2 separate regions of the Capra hircus genome follow, and region 2 is linked to region 1. The links are chromatin contacts, called in public Hi-C maps. All regions are on one chromosome and are shown on one strand. The core of a region is the stretch at or near the end of the contact, and the rest is flanking DNA. Distances in the headings are between cores, read along the strand shown.

Region 1 (3,051 bases), core at 414-2,913:
TGTACATGACTGAAGCAACTAAGCAAGCACGCATGCTATTTGGCCCCAAAGCTCATTCTAGGCCACTTTGCTGTACAGCCTACATTTCATCCCACACTGACTTGTAAAATTTCACAGTTAAAAGGGCTCTAAAGGCCTCAACCCAGTCTCCACCCACGACAGGAATCTCCAACAGATGGTTCTCCCGTTTCTACTCAGATACTGCCAGCAATTACGGAGACCCCCCCACCACATCACAAGGCAGTCCCCCGCACGGCAAGAAGGTTCCTCTGCTTTGAACCTAGGTCTTCTGCGTAGCTTCCATTTCTTGAGGGGGTTCCCACTAACTCCAAGGACTCGAGGGAGAAATGACTCAGCAGTAACAGGAGGGAAATCTAAAGGACACCCCCCTCCCCACCCTCAGGGAAGCAGCTGCAGACACAGGGCAAAGATTGTGCTGTCAAGAGACACAGATGTGGAGGTGAGCAGCCTCCCCCGGGCTGTGCAGTGGGCCCTCTAGCCCAACTCATCCCTGAAGGCAGGTGGTGGTGGTGGAAACAGCTGGATCTGCAGTCACACCCCAGCCCCAAGGCTGACCTGCTGTTTGACCTTGGGCGAGTCATTTCACTCCTCTGAGGTTTCCCCAATGGTCAAAGGGGCTGATATGAGTGTTAAAGGAGAGGGTGTGTCTACAGAGTGTCGGTTAAAAGCAAACGTCAAACAGAACGTAGGAAGAAACCCAGAGTCTGGGGTTAAGCACGGACTCCGGTCAGAGCTGTCCTGGTTTTGTTTGTTGTGGCAGTCCAAGCGCGGGTTGGAAAAGAATTTCCAGACACAGAGCATTTTAAAAGCGAGTGAATTTATTAAGAGCAGAGAGCAGAGATAACGAGGGTGCGGTGAGCACAGGGGGTTGACTTCCTGACAGGCCGGCGAGAGTTGACTGAGACGCTGTTAGAACAGGGGGTGACTCAAGGGAGAACTGACGCTTTTCGTGGGTTAATAGCCAATTTTTATAGCCTCAAGACAAAGAAAATTCCTGCTGGAAGGTTGGCATTGTGAAGTGAAAATCGCTCAGTCATGTCCGACTCTTGACAACCCCATGGACTGTAGCCCGCCAGGCTCCTCTGTCCATAGGCATTCTCCAGGCAAGAATACTGGAGTGGGTAGCTGTTCCCTTCTCCCGGGGATCTTCCGAACCTAGGGATCAAACCCAGGTCTCCTGTGTTGCAGGCAGATCCTTTACCATCTGAGGTACCAGGGAAGTTAGGTGACTAGTTAGGGCACTATAGGGTGAGCACTGAGGTGGGCATTTTTGCCTAATATGGGATCCAATATTTTGGCCACCTGATGCGAAGAACTGACTCATTGGAAAAGACCCTGATGCTGGGAAAGATTGAAGGCGGGAGGAGCAGGGGGCAACAGAGGATGAGATGGTTGGATGGACATGAGTTTGAGAAAGTTCCAGGAGCTGGTGAAGGACAGGGAAGCCTGCCGTGCTACAGTCCACGGGGTCGCAAAGAGCCAGACACCACTGAGAGACTGAACTGAACCGAACTGGGGTCAGGAAGCCTACTGGTGATAATCAGGGGGGCTTGTGGCAGCGGTTACAAAGGAGCTCAGTCAGTCCCCAAGACGACCTTGTTTCTAGATGCTGCTTCTGTAGCCTTGGTGCAAGGCCTTGCTCAGTAGCCTTGGGGCAAGACTCCACATGGTTTACTTTTTTTCTTGAAGTATGAGCATTTCTGGGTTAGAATCCAATGTTGACCACTAGTCTGTGTGACCTTGGGCAAGTCATTTAGCCTTTCTGCCTCAATTTCCCCTTCTTTAAAGTGGGAATTAATAGTAGTGGCTACTCTGGTAAAGGTAAAACTAAGCACCGCCTCAGAAGCACTTTTCACAGGGCCTGACACATAGGAAATGCTTAACACGTGTTGCTAACACTACTACCCACTGCCTCCTCCCAGAGCACAGACTCCTCTGCCTCTCTGCCTTTCTGTCTCCAGAGCAGAGATACCAGTCAACTCGCCTGAACATCTTTGTCCTATGAGAAGAAGGAACCCTCTCAAAACGGCTGTCTCTGTCTTTTCCTCTCCTACCTCAGAGCGCCTTTCTGAGTTATAACTCATGTGTGTGACTCAATCTGAAACTTCTTTTTATAAGTAATTTCCTCTGTTTCTCTTCCCTTCTTCCGCTCCACACCCACTCCTCAGGCTGTGGGCTAAATTGAGAAATCAAGGGGCAGATGACACATGTTTGAGCAGAGTCTGAGATCTGCACCTGGGCTGGGCCTGGCGTCACTCACCCATTGCGGAATCTTCTTACCAGAGGACTGGGTCGGGACAGTCATTCCTTCTGTTATTACAAAGCGTTCCAGGTCCCAGACCCTTTGTGTGAGCATCAGGGAGCAACTGACAGGGACTGAATATTCTCACCTGGAGGAGGGAGTAGAGGATTAGAATCCGAAGGCACGAGAGTGAAGTCAGATCTCAACATCAGCCATGACAGGCTGTGTGATCTTGGGCAAGTCACTTGACCTCTCTGAATTTCGTTTTCCTCATTTGCAAACCATCCTCAGAGGGTCATAAGAGTGAAGGCTCTAGCAGAGACTAGGTGCAGAAAATGGTAGCTATGTTGCAAGAATGCTTGATAGAACATTCAGAGCTGAAAGAGACCCTCCAGAACCAGGGGCCTTAACTTGAGGTCCATGGGCTTCCCAGAAACAAGGAAATGATATGTAAAAGGGTGTATGCTTGTGTAGTTTTCTGGGGGAGAAGGTTCAGGGTTTCCATCAGATTTTCAGAGGGGTTTGTGATCCCCTAAAATTGCGCCCAGGGGAGCAGATATTAGACTTTCACTTGACTAGTATGTGGAACAGTGTTCTCATCCCAGCACTTAGTAGACATGCTAGACATGCACTGAAGATGCTAAGACCAGCGCTCCTTGCCTGTCTGGGCGGATAAGTGATTTAGCCAAGGCACAGGCATCTGAGAATGGAAGGAAGCCTACTGCTGGATTGAAACCCTAAATCTCTGACCACAAAGCTGGCCACATTTGTATCAGGAGAGGGCCCCC
Region 2 (2,823 bases), core at 182-2,681, 220 kb after region 1:
TTGGGTGAAAATTTCAACTGACACAGAGACAGGGTCTCAGTGAACAGGGACAAAAGATTGGCAACAGAGAAGTCTCCATCTCTGAGGCTTCTGCCAGGAATCAGAAGTGGGGCCGTGGTCAGAGGGAAGGGCAGGGAAACTTCTGAGAGGCAGGCTCATTCAGCTGGGGGGAAGAGGAAGGCAGCGCTCAGCTGGGACTGCTGCCCCATAAAACGAAACGACATGCGTCACAGCCGCCTCCATCGCCTTGGTCCTGTCTTTTCTCCCCAGTTGCTAGCGTTTCCCCCCCTCCTGGTACCCAGCTGGGCAGGGTACCCAGGTGGCGGGCATCCCTGCCTCTGACAGAGGGCGGGACTGAGTTAGGCAGGAAAGTGGAACAGCCAGTGAGCTGGGTCCCCACCCTCTGTGCGCCCCACTGACACATGATGGCAGACGGGGGGGCAGGTGACCTGGTGTGGACAGCCAGAGGGCAAGTCCTCAGACAAGTGGCAACAGGCCACCAACTTGAAAGGGAAAATTGTGCTGTGATGGGGAAGGTATCCAAAAAACCTACTGGGTGACTAATTACAAAGGCTGGGCCAGAGCGTCAGAGGCCGCTCGTTAAACACCTCATTAAGTGGCACTCTGAAAGCTGCCACTTTTGCATTCTGGGAGCTCAGAGGGGACAGGATCCTGAGGAGGAGTGAGGGGTGGTGGGTAGAACCATTTCAGGTAGACTCCGGAAGAAGCCTGCATGTCACTTTTAAATAGTCTGGAGCTCACAAGTCAAAAGACTTGATGGGAGCAAAGCCAAATTTAGTAGCTGTGTGACTGTGAGCAACTCTCATCTTTCTCTGAGCCTTAGCGTTCCCGCCTCTACAGTGGGAGTAGTGTCACAGACTTGCCCATTTCACACAGACAGAGCAGGTTAGATTAAGTTAGATCATGGGTATGAAGGCGCTTGGGAAGCTAGCTACCGCCCTACCTAAACAAAGAGTTATCTCTCCTGAACCAATACGGGAAACACACCTGGCAGGACTGGGAACCCCATCCTCCTGCACCTGGCTTTATGGGCTCTGCCTAGGCCCATAGCGGCCAGGTAGCTGAAGCCATCCTCAACCCGTGTAAGAACACGGTGAAGGAGGATCTGATTTGAGCAACTGGGACAGCTACCTACGGTAGGCATGTAATAGAAACCCTGAACCAAAGCGGGCAGCCTGGGGCCTGGAAAGGTGTCGGTGCAGGTGAGGCCAACGCCCAAATCTCTCCCGCTGACAGTCCGGATGACTCACCCCCGGCCCCCGCCTCCCTACCCGCCATCCCAGCCCTTTTACCTTTAAGGAAGAGCGGAAAGGGTGTGGGGGCGAAGAGGAGAGGGAGGCAGGTCCGGGGCCCTAGCCCCGCCCTCTGCCCCTCCCACCCCTCTCTGGGCCTGGCCTTCCAGCCAAAAGGCGGGCAGAGAGCAGGAGAAGCACAGAACCCGGCCTTGGTTCCGAGGCAGCCAGTTAGCCCGCCGCCTGCCTGTCTGCCTGTCCCCAGAGCCATGGAGAGAGCCAGTCTGATCCAGAAGGCCAAGTTAGCCGAGCAGGCCGAACGCTATGAAGACATGGCAGCTTTCATGAAGAGCGCTGTGGAAAAGGGCGAGGAGCTATCCTGCGAAGAGCGCAACCTGCTTTCAGTGGCCTACAAGAACGTGGTGGGTGGCCAGCGGGCGGCGTGGAGGGTCCTGTCCAGTATCGAGCAAAAGAGCAATGAAGAAAGCTCGGAAGAGAAGGGCCCGGAGGTGCAAGAGTACCGAGAGAAGGTGGAGACGGAGCTCCGGGGCGTGTGCGACACAGTGCTGGGCTTGCTGGACACCCACCTCATCAAGGAGGCCGGTGACGCCGAAAGTCGGGTCTTCTACCTGAAAATGAAGGGCGACTACTACCGCTACCTGGCCGAAGTGGCCACTGGCGACGACAAGAAGCGCATCATCGACTCAGCCCGGTCGGCCTACCAGGAGGCCATGGACATCAGCAAGAAGGAGATGCCGCCCACCAACCCCATCCGCCTGGGCCTGGCCCTGAACTTTTCCGTCTTCCACTATGAGATCGCCAACAGCCCCGAGGAGGCCATCTCTCTGGCCAAGACCACCTTCGACGAGGCCATGGCCGACCTGCACACCCTCAGCGAGGACTCCTACAAAGATAGCACCCTCATCATGCAGCTGTTGCGAGACAACCTGACGCTGTGGACGGCAGACAACGCCGGGGAAGAAGGGGGCGAGGCTCCCGAGGAGCCCCAGAGCTGAGCCGCACCCGCTGCACGCCCTGCCCTACCCTGCCCGCTCCAGTCCCCCACTCCCGGCAGAGAGGACTTGTATGGGGTGGGAGGCCCGACTCTTCTCCCCAAACGCTCTGGCCCAGCTCAGAAAGGCTCCATAGAGAGGGACAAGCAGAGCCGAGTCCCCCTGGAGCCAGAGGATTCCATACTTCCTGCAGCTGTCAGGGGCTCCTGGCCACTGGTCATCATCCAGCCCTGCTCTCTGTCTCCACCCCCGCCCCCCGTCCCAGACACCCCCCCACCCTGACCACTTCCTCCCCACTCCAACCCCCTCCCGCCCCTGCTACCTATGGATCTTAGGAATTGAGGAGTGTCCCATCCTTAGAGCTGAAAACCGAACTGTGTGGCAGAGGTTGGTGATGAAGGTGTGTGTGTGCGCCTGTGTGTGTGTGTGTGTTGTGCAGCAACCAGGACCCAGGATGAGAGGGAGAGCATGTCTGCTGGGTGTGACCATGTTTCCTCTCAATAAAGTTGCCCTGTGACACTCCGCCTGTCTTTTTCAGTTATTGCGGAAGGGCGGGA

The links. A called contact is a pair of places that touch in the nucleus more often than the background predicts.
Region 2: a contact with region 1 is called in a Hi-C map of blood, with 2.0 times the contacts expected there. The contact joins the promoter of SFN here to the enhancer-like site in region 1. A contact is called at or near these places in 2 of 5 Hi-C or Micro-C datasets (both in blood).

Annotation. Positions count from the first base shown.
Region 1 is chr2:9,409,823-9,412,873 of ARS1.2, forward strand. No RefSeq gene overlaps it. Among named protein-coding and RNA genes, the nearest start is that of RPS6KA1, 49 kb to the left of the region's middle. Within about 2 kb of position 1,664, at least 2 of the 5 cell types and tissues checked have an H3K27ac peak or open chromatin away from gene starts, as enhancers often do.
Region 2 is chr2:9,630,482-9,633,304 of ARS1.2, forward strand. SFN (14-3-3 protein sigma) reads left to right here and starts at 1,432. Exons shown (of 1, transcript XM_005676807.3): 1 at 1,432-2,788. The coding sequence starts at 1,523. The coding sequence ends at 2,269.